Regions from separate parts of the Hordeum vulgare genome. Here region 1 is linked to region 2. Evidence: chromatin contacts called from public Hi-C data. All regions are on one chromosome and are shown on one strand. Each heading gives the region's core, a stretch centred on a gene start, on an enhancer-like site or on the middle of the called end of the contact. The rest is flanking DNA. Distances are from core to core; before and after follow the strand shown. Region 1 has its middle 130 kb from the start of LOC123425116. Region 2 has its middle 45 kb from the start of LOC123429635.

What was found. A called contact is a pair of places that touch in the nucleus more often than the background predicts.
Region 1: a Hi-C map of leaf shows a contact between it and region 2, with 6 times the contacts expected there. The contact joins two enhancer-like sites. A contact is called at or near these places in 2 of 6 Hi-C or Micro-C datasets (leaf and seedling).

Annotation. Positions count from the first base shown.
Region 1 is chr2H:74,740,000-74,743,314 of MorexV3_pseudomolecules_assembly, reverse strand. No RefSeq gene overlaps it. Among protein-coding and RNA genes, the nearest start is that of LOC123425116, 130 kb to the left of the region's middle. Within about 2 kb of position 1,979, at least 2 of the 3 cell types and tissues checked have open chromatin away from gene starts, as enhancers often do. A contact at or near this core is called in leaf, where this site is marked.
Region 2 is chr2H:74,513,169-74,516,881 of MorexV3_pseudomolecules_assembly, reverse strand. No RefSeq gene overlaps it. Among protein-coding and RNA genes, the nearest start is that of LOC123429635, 45 kb to the right of the region's middle. Within about 2 kb of position 1,606, at least 2 of the 3 cell types and tissues checked have open chromatin away from gene starts, as enhancers often do. A contact at or near this core is called in leaf, where this site is marked.

The DNA.
Region 1 (3,315 bases), core at 730-3,229, 230 kb before region 2:
ACCTTGGCAAGAACCCTCTTCCTGGGTGGCTCGCCCTCAATATCACCAGGGTCATCTTTTCTGATCTTATACCGCAATGCAGTGCATACCGGACATTTATCCATATTCTCGTACTTCTCACCGCGGTAGAGGATGCAGTCATTAGGGCATGCATGTATCTTCTGCACGTCTAATCCTAGAGGGCAGACAAGCTTCTTTGTACTTCTCACCGCGGTAGAGGATGCAGTCATTAGGGCATGCATGTATCTTCTGCACGTCTAATCCTAGAGGGCAGACAAGCTTCTTTGCTTCGTACGTGCTGGCGGGCAATTCGTTCTTTCTTGGAAGCATCTTTTTCATCAGTACCAGCAACTTTTCGAATGACGAGTCAGTCACACCGGTCTCTGCCTTCCACTTCAGCATTTCCAGTGTGCTACCCATCTTCTTCTGGCCATCTTCACAAGTTGGGTACAACAATTTGTTGTGGTCCTGTAACATCTGCTCGAACTGCAACCTCTCCTTTTCTGTGTCGCAACCTCGCCGTGCATCAGAAATGACCCGGCCAAGATCATCAGCGGGCTCATCTGGTTCCCGTTCTTCATCCTGATCTTCTTCTTCATTGTCTTCCATTGCGGTATCAGCATACTCAGGGAACATAGATCGTTAGTTGTCATCATCGTTCTCTTCTTCTTCATCGTCGTCTTCCATCATAACCCATCTTTCTCCGTTCTTGGTCCAAACATTATAGCCCGACATAAAACCGGACCGAAGCAAGTGGCTCTGAATGACTCTTGAGGAAGTGTAATCCTTCTCATTCCGACATTCAACACATGGACAAAGCATATAGCCACCACCATGCTTGTTCGCATCGGTTGCATCTCGAAAAGAATGCACGCATTCTCTGTAAGCGGATGTGCGTCGATCACCGTACATCCATGGATGGCTCATCTGTGTTATACGACAGTATATCAAATACAATCACGATCCTAAAAATTAGTACAACACGGTCTAAACGAGGAAATATAGTTGCTAACCTTTTAGAATAAGTAGAAATAAAGAGGAAGAGGTTTAAGCGTGGCTCAGACATCTCATATCGTAGTTGTGTTCGGTGAACTGAAGCGGCATTGCTCTAACACACATTTCAACAAACACCTCTAGTGCATCAAAAAAAGTGGAGAGCAAGCACCCACCCACAATCCTCCATCCAAGAAAAATGCAAGGAAGAGGGGAGAGGGGGGTTGTGCTATATATATAGGCAGAAGACTTTAGTCCCGGTTTGAGACACAAACCGGGACTAAAGGTGGCGCACATGCGGGCTGCCCACCGCGTAGCCCTTTAGTCCCGGTTTGGGACACGAACCGGGACTAAAGGCTCGAGGGAGGCATTGGGAATTGGGGCGACGTGGCCGGGCCTTTAGTCCCGGCCCAGAGGGAAGCCGGAACTAAAGGGTCCAGGCCAAAGGCCCGTTTTCCACTAGTGTTGCAGGAGATTTAATCCTCCCTAATTCACTCCAATCCCTGTCAAATCTGTTGCAACCGAACAAGGCCTTAGTGGGTTTGATTCTACGTCGAGTTTTCCTACAGTATTTTATGAACTTGTACTACTAGCAAGGCATGGTCTATTAATTATCTTCTTTACATCCTGTGATCCGTCAAGGTCTGTTTGAGATGCGGGAATTTTAGATGAATTTACAAAACTGCTCAACTTTTGTTTGAACCAACATCTCTGTGCTAGTTTGATTAGAGCTATGCAAATATGCTGAACGAAAATAATATACTTGAGTTAACATCCATGGCGAACGAGACCAGCCTAGAGGACGCCGTCATTTTCATTTTCCTCGACGACGATGACTCCCGGACGAATTTTCGGCAAAGGGGCACTACCAAAGGAGTAAAGGGGATACTGAATAATTCGTGCTCATTAACAAGTGGACACCATCCATGGTTAGATTCACACCACAAAGCGATTCCCCACTAGCACCAAGCTAGAAAACGACCCAAAGGTAAGCTTCCATATCAAGATCTCTCTTTGAAGATGCTAAAGGATTCTACACAGTGTATGAGCTGTGACGGCTACTTCTCCAATAAATCAGCTGTAATGTTTGGGAGAAAAACGTAACGTTAGCGAGAATCTTGGAGAAAGAAAGAGAGTTCCAGCCACAGAGCGCGGCAGCAAGGCCACATGTTTTCACCCATGGTAGCGTGTAGAGCTCCAACGGTGGAGGGGCATTGGATCAACCACATGTCCGGTGATGGAAACATGCTAATGAATCTTGCTCGCTTAATTAAATACACTTGGCTGTTGATGAGTTGGACAGGCATATTGCATCACAACCTTACTCCCAGGTCCTTAGCTGATTACCCCGTCGTTAAAGAACGATAATGTCACGTCTGTTGAACAAGGCCGGGACAAAAAAAAAGGCCAGGTTGAAGCTTGACCAAATGAAGTCACTATATGACATAGTATGTTGTGCAAGAAAATTTGTCATAGCATGTGTGAGTGCAAATATCTATCGGAAAAATAAATAGCAAAGGCCATGCTGCTACAAAGTTTCCCTTACTGTTTTTTAATCAAAGGTTATTTTTAGAGACTTTTTACGGTACATCAAGTCAATTTGGACCGTTTATTTTAATGGTTCGGATGGCTCAGATAAGATAATACTACATCAAATTTCTGGTAGTATATTGGGTAGTTGGGGGCATTTAAGGTAGTTCGTTGTTTTATTATTAATCTCAGACGCCCTGAAGACGGGATATCTTTTTGATAATGATTGGGACGAGATGCACTTCGCGAGGTGCTGCTGCACTTCAGAGGTCGGCTCTGGTCGAGAGATGGGGCGCCGCCTGCGTCTCCTGTTCAGCTACTTGCCTGAGCTCCGGCCCGTCGAGCCGCCTCTTGATTGTTGGCATACGCCGCGAACCGATGATGGCGCCCAATATCTTTCGGCAATAAACGCGTAATAGGTAGACCAACAAACATAGAGAACTAGCGCATAAGCTGATATGCAGGTGGATGCTTCGTTAAGAGGCTAGCTAACACGTATCAAACTAATAAGGAAAACGTTTATACACGACGCGTCGGTCGAACCGTTTCGAACGGACGCGCATCGTTCGTTTGATCTGCATGGATCGCGCGTTTCCCTTTGCATAGGCCGTCATCGCCCCCTCGCGTACTTCCCCTTTCCCCCACACGCCCGTGCGCCGCTGCCGTCGACATCGTCGGTCCCTGCCTTCGTCGGTCAGATCCGCGGTGTTCCTTCAAGCCGGCGTGCCTCCCCTGTTGGATCTTGTTCCGCCGGCCGCGACGGAGTCGCATCGGATGCCACCTGTGTTGAAG
Region 2 (3,713 bases), core at 357-2,856:
GCATGCATATTCTAGATGCAGAAGCCGGAGATCATCGTCCCTTTTTCTAAAGAAAAACCAGTTGATCCGAGGTCTTTTCTACAAAAGAATTGTATCATTTATATCATCAAATTAATTTAATTAGATTCAGTTTTTCTTCATGTGAACACAAATACATCTTATTTAATAGGTAAGAAGTACAGGCGCAAAAAAACTACTACTACTTCCTCTATAGTGATCTAAACGTTCTTATAGTAGTTCACAAAGGGAGTATTTTATAAGAATCATCACAATATTTTAACTTTTTTATCAATATGTTTTCTTATATTAGTTCATAAAGGGAGTATTTTATAAGAATCATCACAATATTTTAACCTTTTTATCAATATGTTTTTGACACAACAAAAATGCTTTTATACTATTGAACGAAGGGAGTATACTTATTTAGCACACCTGGTCCTTATTAAAATACTATAGCTGACATAGTTGGCCCGGCTTGAGTTCCAGCCTCCGTCGTTGTGTGTCATGCAGATTTTGATCGGATATTTTCTTCACTACAAAAAAAATTGTTCGTTTGTCTGGAGGGAAGTATACAATAATTCAGAGGCGACCGTGCGTTGCTTTGGTCAGCCTTGTCAATTTGAGCCATTGCTCTAATCATTGACGGGTTTGACCCTATGACGTGTACTTATTAAACTCGGTAGGAGCCGGCCGTGGGTCCCAGATGTTGTGCGCTGGCAGACATCGATCTATGGAAGCATCCATTGCGATCTTCTGCTACGAGTGACGCATCGGCGCCAATCATGCTACCATTAGGATCTAAGGTTCAGGTTTGCCTGCGCGTTTGTGACGTTGTTCAATCAAACTGGAGTATTTACGAGTCGCGGGGAACTAGTTCTCTCGTGCTAGCTGGGACAGACGGGTTCATGCTCGTGGTCGGAAATGCTGGACAAACTCACGATTGAGCCAGCAGCTCCGTGAGCGTCTGCGGTAAGCGAACTCACGTGTTTGGCTTAGCGCATGTCCTCGTGCAGAAGTTCGATTCTTACAGTACGCGTGTTTCGAATCCGAACATCTGTTCGACCCGACTCAGAGCAATTTTCGATCTTGACCGGTGCCCTCTGAGTCTCCGGGTAATGATTCTGAAGTGTTGAATAAACGAATCAGGCTCTAGTTAGAATATAATCAGTGAAGAGTTATGCGTTTGAGTCGAATTGTAATTTGAACCTACAGTTTTTTTTTTTAACTTCGGCAACTTTATTAAGTGATGATCATATTATTAATTTATTGAATTTTTTGATGTTATGAATGTTTTTAAACGCAGCCACTATTTAAAAGTTAAGACGTTTTTGTAAAAAGAAGAAACATTTTTTAAATTTAAAGAACAATTTTTTCAACATGAACTTACCTTTTCTTTAAACGAAAAAGGAAAATAAAGAAGCATAAAAGAAAAAGGGAAAAAAGGAAAGGTAACATAAAAACGAAAAAAAATTGATAAAAATAAAAAACAAAAAACATTTCAAAAACCTCGTAGAAAGTTTCCAAAATCGGTGGCTAAACGTACTGGGCCGATCCAACTATTGTCTGAGGGGTGTGCGGAGCCTGACTAGGTCCGATACGCGTGGGATGTGTCACCTTCAGTGTGCGATCCAGGGCCAGGCAAATCAACATGGCTGCATCGTGCTTCCTCCCAGTGAGTTTAGAAAATGATCTTATAGGTGCACATCAGTTCTATCTCCTTTTCCTTTAGTTTTTACGTTTCTTCTTTTTAGTTCTGAAAGATAGAATTGTTCATGTATGCAAAAATATATATGTTCATGTGTGTTTAGAAAACAATTCTGTACGTGTACTAACAAAATATTCACCATGTATTATAAATGTTCATTAGGTATTTTTAAACTATTTCGTAGTTGTATATTAAAAATGTTCATGTGTATTTAGAAAATGATCTTGTATGTGTATTGAAAAAGATTGAACATCTATTGAAAATATCCATCGGGTATTTTTAAAAGTTTTATAGTTGTATATTGAAAATGTTCAGCGTGTAATATTATACATCATCTCTTAATATTAATCGTGTATTTAAGAAAGATTCATCTTGTTTGTCGAAAATATTCATAGGAAATGTTTATCATGTATTTAGAGAATATTGATTGTGGCTTAAAAAATGTGTATCACCTATTAGAAAATGTTCACCAAGTATTTAAAAATGCTCATCTTTTTTTACAGAAATGTCAATCATTTGTTAAAAGAGATGTTACTACATTTGAGGTAGAAACAAAATCACTAGAGTGTCAAAAAATTGTTGATCATGTATTAACGTTTTTCTTATCACATACTCCGTTGATTCCATACTAGTTGTCGCTTATTTAGTATAACTTTGTAATAAATTAGTGTCAATTAATATGAAATAGATGAGGTATTTTAAAATATTAATCATTAATTAAAAATCATAATACTCTATCAAAGTAGATAATCATGATTTGAAACTATGTGCATTAAATTATTTACATTGTATTTCAGAAATATTTATAGTGTAATTCGATTTTCCTATCTGGTACTCAATTTTGTTGACCATGTATTTTAAAAATATTTATGTAATTAAAGAAATGGTCACGTTTTTCAAACAAATCCTCATTTATAGAGGAAATATAAATTTAATTTTATGAAAAATGTTACTGGCATATTTTAAATATCATTACATTTATAAAATATATTTTTAGTAGAAAATAAAGAAACATATGAAAATAGAATAAATAGAAAGTGGAAATAAAAAATACTTAGAAAATCCGAAAGAAAAAGTAAAAAACAAAAATAAAAAATAGAAGAAACAAAAGGTTAGAAAACATGATAACTAAAAAGAGCTCGATATAATAAAAAAATCAAACTTGTAAAATGAAAATGAAAGTAGGAACCTTGGTTGTGGGCAGCTCATAAATTTAGGAAGCCTCAAAAGCGAGCGTTGTTCTATATCTTGTAGTTGGCGAAACATAAGATTTGCGAGACAAAGCACGTCTCGTTTGTATGAATCCTTTCAATGGGCCGGCCCTGTAGGAAGTTACGTGTGTTTATTATCAAATTTATTTTTTCCCTCGCGTTAGGGTTTTTGTTCCTCCTCGTGGCGATCATCATTGCCGTTGAGATCATCGCCCCCTACCTCGGCCGATTCCAGTTACCCACCTATTCCCTCGGGGGTGTGTTCCTGCGCCCGCTCTTCCTGGGTGCGGAGGGTGCTAGGCTGGGGTTTTAGGGTTTTACCACCACAACCCGATCTGAAACTCAATCGGGTTAGAGTCTCAAGGATGGCGTCGAGCGGGACTTCTAGATCGGCTAAAGCTGGTCCATCTAAGATCGATGATGTGCAACTGTTGATGAAGGAATTGGGTCTGTGGGAGGAGGATCCGGACGATGTGGTGTTGGACGAGACGGAAGCGCCGATGGAGGCGACTCGGTGGATCGCGCTGGCTAGGGTGAACTCTGCCAAAACCTACTCTCAGTACCGGTTCTTTCGAAACATGAGATCAGCTTGGGATCTTGCTGAGGAAGTGGTTTTTAAGCCACTTGAGGACAACCTGTATATGGTGCAATTCTCCTGAATAGGAGATTGGGAGCGAGTTACTCAAGAAGGGCCTTGGCACTTCACAGGTGATGCGGTCATAATCAAGCCCTATGATGGTTTGGCGAAACCCTCGATTGTTCCTCTAGATAATATCGAGATTTGGCCCGAAATCATG